Regions from separate parts of the Mus musculus genome. Here regions 1, 3 and 4 are each linked to region 2. Evidence: chromatin contacts called from public HiChIP or PLAC-seq and promoter capture Hi-C data. All regions are on one chromosome and are shown on one strand. Each heading gives the region's core, a stretch centred on a gene start, on an enhancer-like site or on the middle of the called end of the contact. The rest is flanking DNA. Distances are from core to core; before and after follow the strand shown.

What was found. Promoter capture Hi-C pulls out the DNA fragments that hold promoters and counts their contacts. HiChIP or PLAC-seq counts read pairs in DNA pulled down with a chosen protein or histone mark.
Region 1: a promoter capture Hi-C map of neural stem cells shows a contact between it and region 2. The contact joins the promoter of Ngdn here to the promoter of Ajuba in region 2. A contact is called at or near these places in 2 of 39 promoter capture datasets (liver and neural stem cells) and 4 of 484 Hi-C or Micro-C datasets (embryonic stem cells, forebrain and muscle stem cells).
Region 3: an H3K4me3 HiChIP or PLAC-seq map of embryonic stem cells shows a contact between it and region 2, with 13 read pairs. The contact joins the promoter of Pabpn1 here to the promoter of Ajuba in region 2. A contact is called at or near these places in 1 of 39 promoter capture datasets (liver) and 4 of 115 datasets of contacts at active chromatin or transcription factors (the HL-1 cell line, embryonic stem cells and pancreatic cancer cells).
Region 4: an H3K27ac HiChIP or PLAC-seq map of epiblast stem cells shows a contact between it and region 2. The contact joins the promoter of Efs here to the promoter of Ajuba in region 2. A contact is called at or near these places in 1 of 39 promoter capture datasets (embryonic stem cells), 3 of 484 Hi-C or Micro-C datasets (all in embryonic stem cells), 3 of 115 datasets of contacts at active chromatin or transcription factors (embryonic stem cells, epiblast stem cells and microglia) and 2 of 9 other capture datasets (adipose tissue and pancreatic islet).

The regions. Positions count from the first base shown.
Region 1 is chr14:55,013,813-55,016,744 of GRCm38.p6, forward strand. It overlaps Ngdn (neuroguidin, EIF4E binding protein), which reads left to right and starts at 1,642. Exons shown (of 11, transcript NM_026890.2): 1 at 1,642-1,776; 2 at 2,357-2,416. The coding sequence starts at 1,765.
Region 2 is chr14:54,576,230-54,579,116 of GRCm38.p6, forward strand. It overlaps Ajuba (ajuba LIM protein), which reads right to left and starts at 1,432. Exons shown (of 8, transcript NM_010590.5): 1 at 3-1,432. The coding sequence starts at 1,035.
Region 3 is chr14:54,892,710-54,895,495 of GRCm38.p6, forward strand. Pabpn1 (poly(A) binding protein, nuclear 1) reads left to right here and starts at 1,434. Exons shown (of 7, transcript NM_019402.2): 1 at 1,434-1,785; 2 at 2,139-2,253. The coding sequence starts at 1,447.
Region 4 is chr14:54,925,284-54,928,285 of GRCm38.p6, forward strand. Efs (embryonal Fyn-associated substrate) reads right to left here and starts at 1,505. Exons shown (of 6, transcript NM_010112.4): 1 at 155-1,505. The coding sequence starts at 172.

The sequences.
Region 1 (2,932 bases), core at 392-2,891, 440 kb after region 2:
TTATTTATTTTCTCAGATATTGTAATCGTTTGTCTATAACACATATGACAAACTTCAAGTTCCAAAAAATAGTGTTAAAACAGAAGTTTCACAAGAAAATCCTAATAAATACATGAAAAGTGCTGACAAGATGGCTCCAGGTCAAGGCGCTTGCCCACTAGGCTGACCAACTGAGTTCTATTTCCAGGACTCACATAGTGGAAGGAGATCCAACTCCCATTTGATCTTCACAAGCGTGCCGCACACATATAATAAATAAACTTTTTTTTTTAAAAGACAGAAAAATACCAAAACTCTTGTAGGTTCTTACAGTGCTCTGCGCCTCCCAATGAACCTTAAACAGCAAATAAATATCACAGGCAAACCCTCTGTCCCATTTTATGTAGTTCCCAAATAGGTAGAAACTAGAATGTTTCACCCAGAATTCAAGATAGAAAAAGGATTACTCTTTTTTGCTTAAAAAAAAAAAACAAAAAACAAAAAACAAAAAAACAATCACTTTTATGTATGCCTATGTCTGTATATAGGGAAGTCAGAAGGAACTAAAATTCCCCTGGGGCTGGAGTTAAAGGTAGTTGTGAGCTGTCTTGTCTGGGTGCTGGGAATGGAACGTTGGTCATCTGCAAGAATAATATGTGCTCTTGGCCACTGACTGAGCCATCGCTCCAGCCCCGTTTTCATTTTGTTTATTGAGATGGGATCTCACAATGTAGACCAGACTGGCTTGAAACTCATGGAGCTCTGCTTGTCTCTTGACTAAAGAGATCTGGGATTAAAGGCCAAAGCTACACTTTGGATTTCCCGGCTCAGGTCTGCTCTTCTGTTGCGCGAGGAAACTCCGAGCCAGGAGGACCTTTCTAGCGCTGTATTGTGTAATGCAGACGGAGAGTGGGAGTTATAACTCCCACCTAATCCTCCAGCCCGTGAGAGGCGAGGGAGTGGGCGTGTTGGAAGATACTGAGAAAAGATGACGGGGACAAAGGAAATATGCACAGCCAGGGTTTTAACCACGTTCTGCGGTGGACGAGTGGAGCAGTGAGAAAGGCACGCAGGTTGAGCCGGTTCCTCGCCTGTCGATTTTTCCCTCGAGAGGAATGCAGGGCGCAATGCGGCCTTTGCGCAGAGTCCTAGGCGTGCACGGGGAGGGTTGGCCGGTGATGCGGCCGACGGTTTCTGAACCTTGGGTTCCCGCTCCTCCATCCCAACCATCCAAATTACGGATGAAAAGGGCTCCACTGTTGTTCAAGGACAGTCACAGAACCAGGAAAGGCGCACTTGGAAGTCCTGGGGCCAATGGCGGCCCAGCAACCCTGCCGCATCAGAGAACGGACGGAAGCCGCCACCCTGCGGTCTGTTTTGGCACTACACGGAAAACGCCGTGGAAAGACTGTCTCTGCGGCATCTGGGAGCCAATGAGCTCTCGGGCTGCATAACTAATTTCTTTTTTCTACTGGTTGCACTAGCTGTCAATCAATAATCTGCACAATATTTATTGGAATTAGCATCCATCATTCTCTGTAAATCACGAATCACATGCTTCTGTCCCCGCCCACCTTTACGCCTTAAGAACGCCTCTGCGTTTGACACATTCAGGGAGTTTCTTTATTTCATTGGCTAGGTGAGGTCCCGCCTCTCCGATTAGCGGAAATGAAAGATCTCTTACTTCCATTGGCTGAAATTTGCAAACTGTGATTGTCTATCAAAACTATGAACTCACGCTAGCTCCTAGGAAGTTCGGGCCCGGAAAGGGTGGGCTTTGCGAAGATGGCGGCTCCGGTGAGTTCTGTCTCCTTGCTTCTTCCCGGAAAGGAAGGAATCTGTGAAAGTTTCCTTTCGCCTCCACGGATCGAGGCAAACCGTTGGCACCATGGATGATGAGAGTGATGAGAGTTGTCTCAGGGATGCGCTCACTCTGACACAGCGGTATCGTATGTCAGATGAGAGGGAGGGTCAGACGCTGCAGGTTGGCTGGTTCCGGACAGGAGGCTAACCCCAAATTACTCTTCAGAATGAGCTTTGTAGGGAGAGTCTCGTGACCATGGCGGGCGGTGACCCGGCCTTAAGGTGGGACAATGTTCCGAGCAGAGCTAGCGTCACATGTACAATGTGGCTGGGGCAAAGGCAGCCGTAAAGTTTGGCGATGAAATCTCCGGTCTTTTCCAGTAAATTGGGGGGGGTGTGGTGGGAGGAGACTGGCTGTGTGCCGAGGCTGCCTGCCCCTGTGCGGGGGGAAAACGACCCAAAAGTCGCGACTGTTTTGAAGGAAAGGAGGGAGTTTGATAGGCAGTACGTTCTGCAATCATCATCGCCTAAAGTAAGAAATTGATCACCTTTAACTGTCCCCTCCTATCTGTAGGAGGTGCTGGAGTCAGACGTGTCAAGTTCGATAACACTTTTGAAAAACCTCCAGGAGCAGGTGAGTATGTATGTCTTTTAGAATAAATCAGTCAGGGATTAACTTTGACTTCATAAGTCTCATCCACACACTTTGATGATTCGAATACTACAAAATTATCTTAGGTGTAAAATAAAAGCCTTATATGCGCTTCATGAAAGTTCAAAATAATTCATTCAGCTCCCAAAGAAATACAGAAAGCTGTTTTTCCCCCATTCACTTACTTATTTATTTATTTTATTTAGTCACTTTACATTCCGATTGCAGCCACCCCCCAGAAAACTTTTTTTAAGTTATACCCAAACTCCTTTATTTAAATAATAACTAAGAAAACAGATGTTGACAATCTGTCAAAATAGTGGCTATAAGTGCCACTTAATATGCATTTACATAGTAAGTTCTAGTGGTACAGATAAAATTACACTCCTTGGCCTGTTTATGGTGCACACCTTTAAACCCAGCACTTAGGAGGCAGAGGCAGGTGGATCTCTGTGAGTTCAAGGTCAGCTTGGAGTGTATAGTGAGTTCCAGAACAAC
Region 2 (2,887 bases), core at 182-2,681:
ACCAAAGTAATCTTCTCTGGCCTCTGGCTCCCGTATCCGTGATCGGGAGGCCTCTGGAACGAAGGGACCAGGAGACTCCTCCAGACCCGACGGCTCAATCCCCGAGGGTTCCCCGCGAGCACCCGCTTCTCGCCCACCGGTAGCCACGGTCAAACGCAGCAATGCTGTTAGCTCGTCCTGGTAACGGGCCCCCGCGGCGCAGTCCCCGTAGCCTGTAACCGAGTGTCGTCCGGGTTGCGCCCCACGTCTCTCCAAAGGACCCGCTGTTCCCACCACGGCTCCGGTTAGAGCTCCGGGGCTGCCCAGGGCCGGGGGGTACGAGTGACGGCTCTCCTGGCAGCCGAATCCCACGGACCGATGGGCACATAGTCGGTCCAGGGCAGCGTGGAGCTCCGGGTAGGCGGACGGAGCCCCTCCAGGGTAGCCCGCAGGAGCAGTGGTCAGCGGGAGGCCGAATAGGCACGGCCCCGCGGGCAGCGGGCTCCCGTGGCGCTGGTCGTAGCCCATGCTGATGCCGCTGGTCCGATTGCTGCACGGCCGGCTACCTCCGGCTCCGCTGGCCCCGGCTCCGTCCAGCAGCAGGCTGCCCCGGGGGCTAGATGGCTTGCTCGCATCGCTGGCCGAGCTACTGGCGAAGCTGGAGCGAGGGCTAAGGGCTGGAGCCGTGGTCTCCAGCCGAAAATCAGGAGGCGACGACAGAGGCAGAGGCAGGGCTCGAGTGGGCGGCGGCCCCCCGGGAAAGGACCCTTCGAAGCGCTGCGCTTCAAAGGAGCCGCGTGCGTTCCGCTCGGCGTCCAGGGGCCCTTGCTCCCTGGCCGGTTCCAAAGGTTCATCTCCAGGCCCCCCATTCGCTCCACGGTGTCCTGACTTCCTAGGTCCCCCCAACCCGCTTAAGCGTCCCTTGCCTGCTCCGGGGGTCCCATCAGACCCAGACCGGCTCGCTTCGCCCTTTCTGCGGCCGAACTTGGCGCTGCCGGAGTCCGAGAGTCTCAACTTTTCTAGCAGACGACTGGCTTTCTCCCCTAACCGTTCCATGCCCACGGATCTGGGGCCTGCAGCCCCCTCCTCGCCCGGCACGCTGCAGTGTTTCGGCCAGAGGCCGGGCTCGAGTTCCCCGGGGCTCGGATTCCTGGGATGCAAGTCACTCACGGGGGCTCAGCGAGCGGCCCAGGTGCCGGGTGCCCGCGATCCCGAAGCATGCCCCAGCGAGAGGGTCCGCGCGCGGCTGGCAGGGCCCACGGTAGCGGCTGTCCTCCGCAGGTCTGTCCACGCGTCCGCTCGCGCCACCGCCCGCCGGCCCGGCCCGCCCCCCTGGCTCTCACTTGCACGGACCCAACTTCTCCAAACTTTTGTCTGCCTGGCCGGATCTACTTTCCGGGAAGGGCGGAGCGCGGTGTGCACCCCGGGTTGAGGTGTCCGCGCAAGGATTTCCTGGGCATCACAAGCAGGGAACTGTGGAAGCTGCCTCCGAGGTGGAGAGCTGCAGACAGGACGTAAAAGGTCAAGGGGCAGATTGGGCAGCTGCGTCCACAAAATTCAAGAGTTTAGACTGGGGGAGGGGGAGTGAAAAGGAACTCTTTGTTTACAGTTGGAATGCGCGGAGGGGCACTGTGGAATGTATCCATCAACGTTGGGAAGAAAAGGGCTTGTTCTACAGAAATATCGTGATACTGTTCCTAGAGTGAGGACTGCGGGGGAGACGGTGAGAGATGTCACAGAAGTGATAAGACAGGGGGCCAACCGTAAGAGGAAGATGAAAGGTGGATATGTAGGAGGTCCAGAGACCCGTGTGTAAAGATAGCTCTGAGAGGCAAGGAGGCGCAGGCAAGAAGTGTGGGAGCTGCAAGACCAACGAATGCATAAAGCAGGGAAAGGACAAGTTGGTCCGGAGACTTGAGAGACAAACAGATAAGCTGCAATAAAAAAAGCACTTTCTAGCCCCATGATTCTCTGATGGTGGAGTGGGAGGATACGAGGTTTATGTGCTTATATGAAAAGAAGCGAGGAAAATAACAGGCTGATCCCTGTCGCTAGAGGGACAAGAGGAAGATTTAGTGTGTACATAAAAACACGGAGAAAGGTTTTGGACTAAGGCAACCCTAAGGGCAATAGAGCGAGACACGGGAAGAGACACCCCCTGGTGTTGAGAAGTGAAACTTTTAGCGAGCATTTTAGGTGGCTAGAGATCAAAAAGTGTGATTTTTTCAGGCAAGGTTACACTCTCCCAACTCCGACCCTCTCATGGCTTCCTCATAAGAGGCTGATGGCAGAGTGGACAGCCATTCTTAAGGGGAGTGGACTAGATAAATGTTGAGGGTGGAAAGGGGTAAGACGTAATAATGACCAATGATCAAGGAAAGACACGCTTGACTAAAACCAGAACCAGGCAGCTTTTGTTTTCTATCCAAAAATAACACCTCAGATGGTGAGAGATAGGAAATGGTGGGAAATTACTTTCTTTCCACCCACCCCCAAACGGGGTGGGGGTGGGGGTGGGGGTGGGGTTCCTCTGGGTAGTCCTGGCTGTCCTGGAACTCACTCTGTAGACCAGACTGGCCTATAACTCAGAGACCTGCCTGCCTCTGCCTCTCACGTGCTGGAATTAAAGGTCTGGGCCACCACATCTGGCTTCCTTTTTGTATTTAGGGTCTATGAAAATGACACGCACACAACTCATGCATATTATTTTCATTTGTATATTTTGAGAATCTTTTATAATTTTATATCCCTAGGGAGTGGGGAGGAGAAGGCAGGCATTGCGTACCTATTCACAGCACTGAGAAGTCTGAAGCCAGGAGAACAGATGGTTTGAGGTCGGTCTGGGTTATGTAGTGAGTTCTAGGACAGCCTGTGCTACATAAACCTTTCTCTCAAAACAAAAAGGCCA
Region 3 (2,786 bases), core at 184-2,683, 320 kb after region 2:
ACTCTGCTTCCAGCTCCCAAGCTTCTGAGGTAAGGCCTGCAACTGTGGGGTCAATCAGCTGTGCTTCCGACTTTGCTTTTGCCCCACTCCCCTGGTGCGACCAAGTTAGCCATTTTGATTGTGCTTGTATGAATCTATCCCTCAGACTTGTAGTTTGGTCTGTCTACAAAAAGTCCGTCCTCTTGCAGATTTAGCACTACTGTTCTTTAATTTTTATAAATGTGTGGAATTTCTTCTGGAGTGTGGGTATCATACTATCGTCTCCAGGGCCAGATCTCATGGTTATTTGAAGGTGCAGAGCTGTCTTGAGAATTTGCATGGAGAATTTCCCCCAGTGGTCTTCAAAGTGGTTTGGAAGCTAGGAAATTACACCTAGAAGTTGCAGTCACCCAATAATCACACAAATTTGCGGATAGAAATATAAACAGGACTTGGCCCCTTGTCTGCGGGCACTCTGCTTAGCTAGGAAGGAGCACAGAACGGTTAAGAGTGCAGTGGAAATAGGCCCACTTGTCTCAAGATAAAATGGGAAACCTGGTGGAAGGCATTCTCACTGAGGTGGTCTGGTTTAGGAGAAACTGCACATATGGGACTAAAGCTGTGAACCTCGGGTAAACCGGGGAAAGTGTGGAGACCATACTTGCAAACTAGCCCTAAGTAAGGAATTTTTGACACGTCAGCTGGCCAAGAAAAAGAGGGTGTTGTAATAAGTTAGGCAAGAAAACTGGCTGAATCTTAGTCTAAAACAATAACCTATGCAGAACAACGGGACACAACTCCTAGTGGGAGTGAGGTTTGCTGATCCTTACTTTTTTTTTATTTTTGAGGTTACTTTTCTATGTAGTGTTGACTGGCCTGGGAACTCATTCTGTAAGTAGTCTAGTTTTGAACTCACAGAAATCTACTTGCCTCCGCTTTCTGAGCGCTGGTATTAAAGGCGTACGCCACCACACTCCGCCTAGGAATTCCCTAGTTTTAAGCCAGGCCATCCTTTCGAGAGCAAGGTTCACCTGTCGCACAACGGGTGTCTGCCCGTCGAATCCCATAAGCCAATCGGCATCCAAGAATGGGCCACTTCGGTGAGGCGTTTGGAAGATTGGTCCTTTTCGCCTCACCAGTCAGAGGCCAATTGCGGAGCATCCTCCATGTTGTGGGCCCGCCCATGGGTGGAGGATGAACGGAAGGTCGTCACAGTGCGGGCGTATTGTTACCTAAGGACTCAACAGGAGGTGGGGTGTGTTGATTGACAGGCATATTTCACCTACCGGGTTTAGAGAATTTGGCACAGTGGCCCGCCTTAGAGGTGGGGCCTCGTTTGATTGCCAAGTAGAATTCCCCAATAGTATTCGAGCTCGGGGTAACGGGCAGGCTGACTGACTAATGAATCCTCGGCGTGGCCGGCTCAGTTCTCCAATCGCCGATCGGCGGGCCCCAGTCTGAGCGGCGATGGCGGCGGCGGCGGCGGCGGCAGCAGCAGCGGGGGCTGCGGGCGGTCGGGGCTCCGGGCCGGGGCGGCGGCGCCATCTTGTGCCCGGGGCCGGTGGGGAGGCCGGGGAGGGGGACCCGGGGGGCGCAGGGGACTACGGGAACGGCCTGGAGTCTGAGGAGCTGGAGCCTGGGGAGCTGCTGCCGGAGCCCGAGCCCGAAGAGGAGCCGCCCCGGCCCCGCGCCCCTCCGGGAGCTCCGGGTCCTGGGCCCGGCTCGGGAGCCCCCGGCAGTCAGGAGGAGGAGGAAGAGCCGGGACTGGTTGAGGCCGACCCCGGCGACGGCGCCATTGAGGACCCGGTGAGGGGAGGAGGGCGAGCGAGCGGGCCGGGTCATGGGAGGCCCAGAGCACGGACAGGAGGCAGGCAGGCGGGGGGTGGGGTTGGGCGGGGAATAACGTGGCTGGTGGCGGGCCGAGGCCGTTCGTGAGCGGCCTGGTGGGGCATCATGGGTGTCTAGGGTGGCTCTAGAGAAGGTAAATTGACTCTTTTCATTTTTTCTGCGTGTTTTTTTTAAATAATATTTTTTATTTCAATCACGACCCTCGCACGAGGCGAGGGAAATGGCCGAGCACGGCTGTGGCCGGGCCCAGACAAAATGTACGGCACAGCCCCTGCGTCTGGTTAACTGCATGCCCTGCTCATTCATTGTAGGAGCTAGAAGCGATCAAAGCTCGAGTCAGGGAGATGGAGGAAGAGGCTGAGAAGCTAAAGGAGCTACAAAACGAGGTAGAGAAGCAGATGAATATGAGTCCACCCCCAGGCAATGGTGAGTAGATCGCCTCATGCACGCACAGTCCGGATCTTTGGTTGATAGGGTAGTGGGGGAAGACTGCAGCGTGGCAGAAGCCGGGGACCTTGAATGAAGCTGCTCGTCTGAGCAATTTTTTCTGGGCAGGTGCTGTGGTCATAGTCCATTACGTGTTCTACTGACCTTTGTTAGACACAAGCCGTTTTGGTGAAGAGATAGTCTTGTGCCTTCCTTTGTCTCATTTATAAATGTGTTTCTCTTTGTTCTTAGTTTGTCTGTACCCTTCTTGGGGCGATTATCAGCTGGCATTTGACCTTCAAGTCTTAACACTTTTCAGTTGGAGACCCTTTAGTTAGGACTTAGGAACTGACTGGTGGCTGTAAGGGAGGGAGTTCTTTAAAAATGTTAGATTTCAGTCCATTCTGTTTTGTTTGCTTTGAGGCATTTCAGCTAAAGCTGAATAGAGACTCGACTTGAAAAACGTAAAATCTTAACACCGTTTTTTATGGTCTTTTAAGAGGTAGTTTCTCTAATGTATATTGAAACCTACT
Region 4 (3,002 bases), core at 255-2,754, 350 kb after region 2:
GCACAGGGGATGAGGACTGAGAGGGAGGGAGAAAGGAACAAAAGAGGACAGGCTTCTGGGAGAGATCACTGAGTGGATAGAAATAAACAGGACAGTGCCATAGAGCAGGTTGGAGGTGTCTGCCTGGCAAACCTCCTTTCCCTGGTGAACTCACCGACGTGGCAATGGCCATGGCTCTGGCCTCCAGCGTCGCCTGCTTCAGGCCAGGCTCTGTTTCGCTGACTTCAGCGATGGCTGCCCCACACCATGGTTCCCGGCCTCCAAGTCAGAAGGTCACCCCAAGCTGTAGCGCTTGAGGAGATAGATGCCTCCCCCCAAAGTTGGAGGAAGAGAAAGAAAACCCACAAAACTTTCCAAATAGGAGGCAGCTTGGCCAAGCAGGAGGAGGAGTAAGGCGGGCCTGGGCGTCGCTGCGGGACCTCATCCAAGGGGCGCGCTCTAAATTGTCCCCCAGGGTCTCTCGGGGCTCCAGGCCCCCACAGCTGCCGCCTTAAGTCGCAGAGGCCTCCTGGACTCACATGGGCTCACAGCTCACTTCCCAGGCTAAGAGACAGGAGCTGTGGCTGCTTTCGACGCCTCTCCAAGCAGCTCAGGCTAGCCCCGAGGGCTGGGAGAAGCCGCCTGAGTGGTTGGGCTGGACGAGCGACTCTTGGGGCCAACCCTCCCCCAGCGGCGCAGAGCGGTGCTCCCAGGGCTGTCTGTGGTCGTGGCAGCCGGGCCACTGCGGCGGGACCCGCGGGGAAGGAGGAGGAGCGACAACTGAGCTGCGTGTCGCCAAACTCGCTCAAGTCAGCGCAAAGGCCGGCGCCAAAAGGCCTAAGAGCGCGTGGCGGTGGAGCTGGGCTGTCTGCCCAGGCCCGCGCCGAGGCGAGCTCTCCCGGCCACACTCCTTCTCAACACAGCCGGGTCTTGGAGGTGGCCGCCAGGCACCTCTCAGTCTCAGCGCTCAAGGGCGCGCACCACCCTTTGCCCCAGGCACCCCTCTGGCCCCAGTCCCCGCTCACACACCCTGGACCGGGCCCTCGGCGCGTCCCAAAGCTTAGGGAAGCTCCAGGTGTCTTGGGAAATGAAGAAAAAGGCACCGAGCAAAAGGGAACAGAGAAGGGGAGGAGCAGTGCTGTGGGCTCGCCTAGGGTCGAGGTGGGGACACTGAGGGTTAGAAAAGGTCCGGGGTCGCGCGCGGCCCCCGATCACCCCTTGCACTCCGCGCCCCTTCCCTCCCTTGCCCGGGCTCCCGCTCCCCCTCGGCAAGCTCTCCCTCCCCTCCCCGCAGGCCCATTCCTCTCGCGAGGGGCTCGGGCCAGGGGATTAAGAGAAGGGGGAGGAAGGGGGAAGGGGAAGCTGTAGGGAAAGGGGACGATCCTTTCCGAGGCGGTGTTGAGTTTCAGCTCCAGACCCTCGGGCCAAACTGCGCGCCCCAGCCCGGCCACTCTCCCCCGCACCTTCCTCCTCGGGACCGCGCAGCAGACCGCGGGGTGGTCTGGTCCGCGCGCTCCGGGGAGCTCGGCTCTGCCCGACACGCCCCCGCTCTCCCCCGCCAGCCCCACGCCTCTCCCTGCCTCCCTTTCATTAGCCCCACATCTGTCTTTCCCGAGGGAGGGGACGCGCTGCTTCCGCCGCGCGCTAGGGTCCCGGCGGTTTGAGCACGCTGACTTTGCAGGGGCTCAAACCGGCTGCGGGGGTGAGCCGGGGAGGTCCAGAGGGCCACAGGCTTGGAGTCTGGTGCTGAACAAAGATTCTGGCCCTTGGGAGAGAACAAGAAGCTTTAGCGGCTGGCACCAGATCCCAGGCTGGCCGGTTGCACCGCCTTTTAGCCTCCTTTGCCAGTCCGGGCCTGTTTCTTGTCTTTGGTTTGGCCCTCGCTGCTACTGGAGCAGCTGGAGTAGAGATCGTAGGCAGAAGATGACAAAACTCTTTCTGAGGGGCTGGAATCGGGAGTTTCAGCCAAACCCCAGCTCCTTGCCTCCTTTCCCCTTCCTGCGGCCTCCCTTCAGTCGCCCTCTTCTCTAGCCTTTACTTCGAGGAGATATACATCAGAGCTTCTCAGGGTTGGGAGAGATCTGTCTTCTTCAAAAGAAAAGAATTTGGGGCGGGGTGGGGGGAGTGTGTCCTGGTAAGCAAGCTGCTAAATAGAGGTGCAAAGCTGTAATGTTTCCCCAGTGTTTACGTTTAACAAATGAGCACTTTAAGCACAAACAGACAACGAGCTTAGTCGTAACCTCTTTACAAGAGAACAGATAAAATCTTACTTAAGGACCTTTGTGAACTGGAGGCTTTGAGACCACTGTTGCTCCACCACACCACAGTGTTCCACAAGCTTAAGCACAGCATTTTCCCAGAACCACCCGAGGGGACAATGTTTACTGCCTGGTTACCTAGAACCCTCTGCCGAGGGAGAGGGAGAGTTGGCACCTAAGGGTGGCTCAGTGAAAGTTTCAGGATGAACGCGGGATGAATGGTGCTGGCCCTGGTCAGTGATGCTGGAGGGCAGACTTCATGCCCTGGCTGGAAACCTTCAACAGACTCAGGCTCCATTAGAACGAAAAGGAATTTTCGGGGAAGCTAAGCAGAAGGATGTGAAAGGTCCAGGCAGGGCTGCAGTTTGAGAGATGGGTGGGGACCTCAGAGCTTGAGGAATGACTTTAGGTAGGGGCAGCTTCTGTCTTGGGAGTGAATCCTGGCTTGTTAGCTCTGATACCTTGGTCTAGTCATAGCCATCCGGCAGTTTTAATTCCTCCCGTGTAACAGTTGCTTTGGCAAGGAGAACACAGATGGAAAATGCCCCTTCTTCCTCTAACAACACTTTCACGAAAACCAGATGTTCTCAGCTGAAGGAATGGGAACCTTTGCTGCAGTCTTGGTTGGTTTTTTTTATTCTTCTGGAACTCACTCTGTAGACCAGGTTGGTCTCAAACTCAGAAATTCACCTGCCTCTGCCTCCCAAGTGCTGGGATTAAAGGCATGCCCCACCACTGTCCGGTCCTTTCCGACATTTATATACC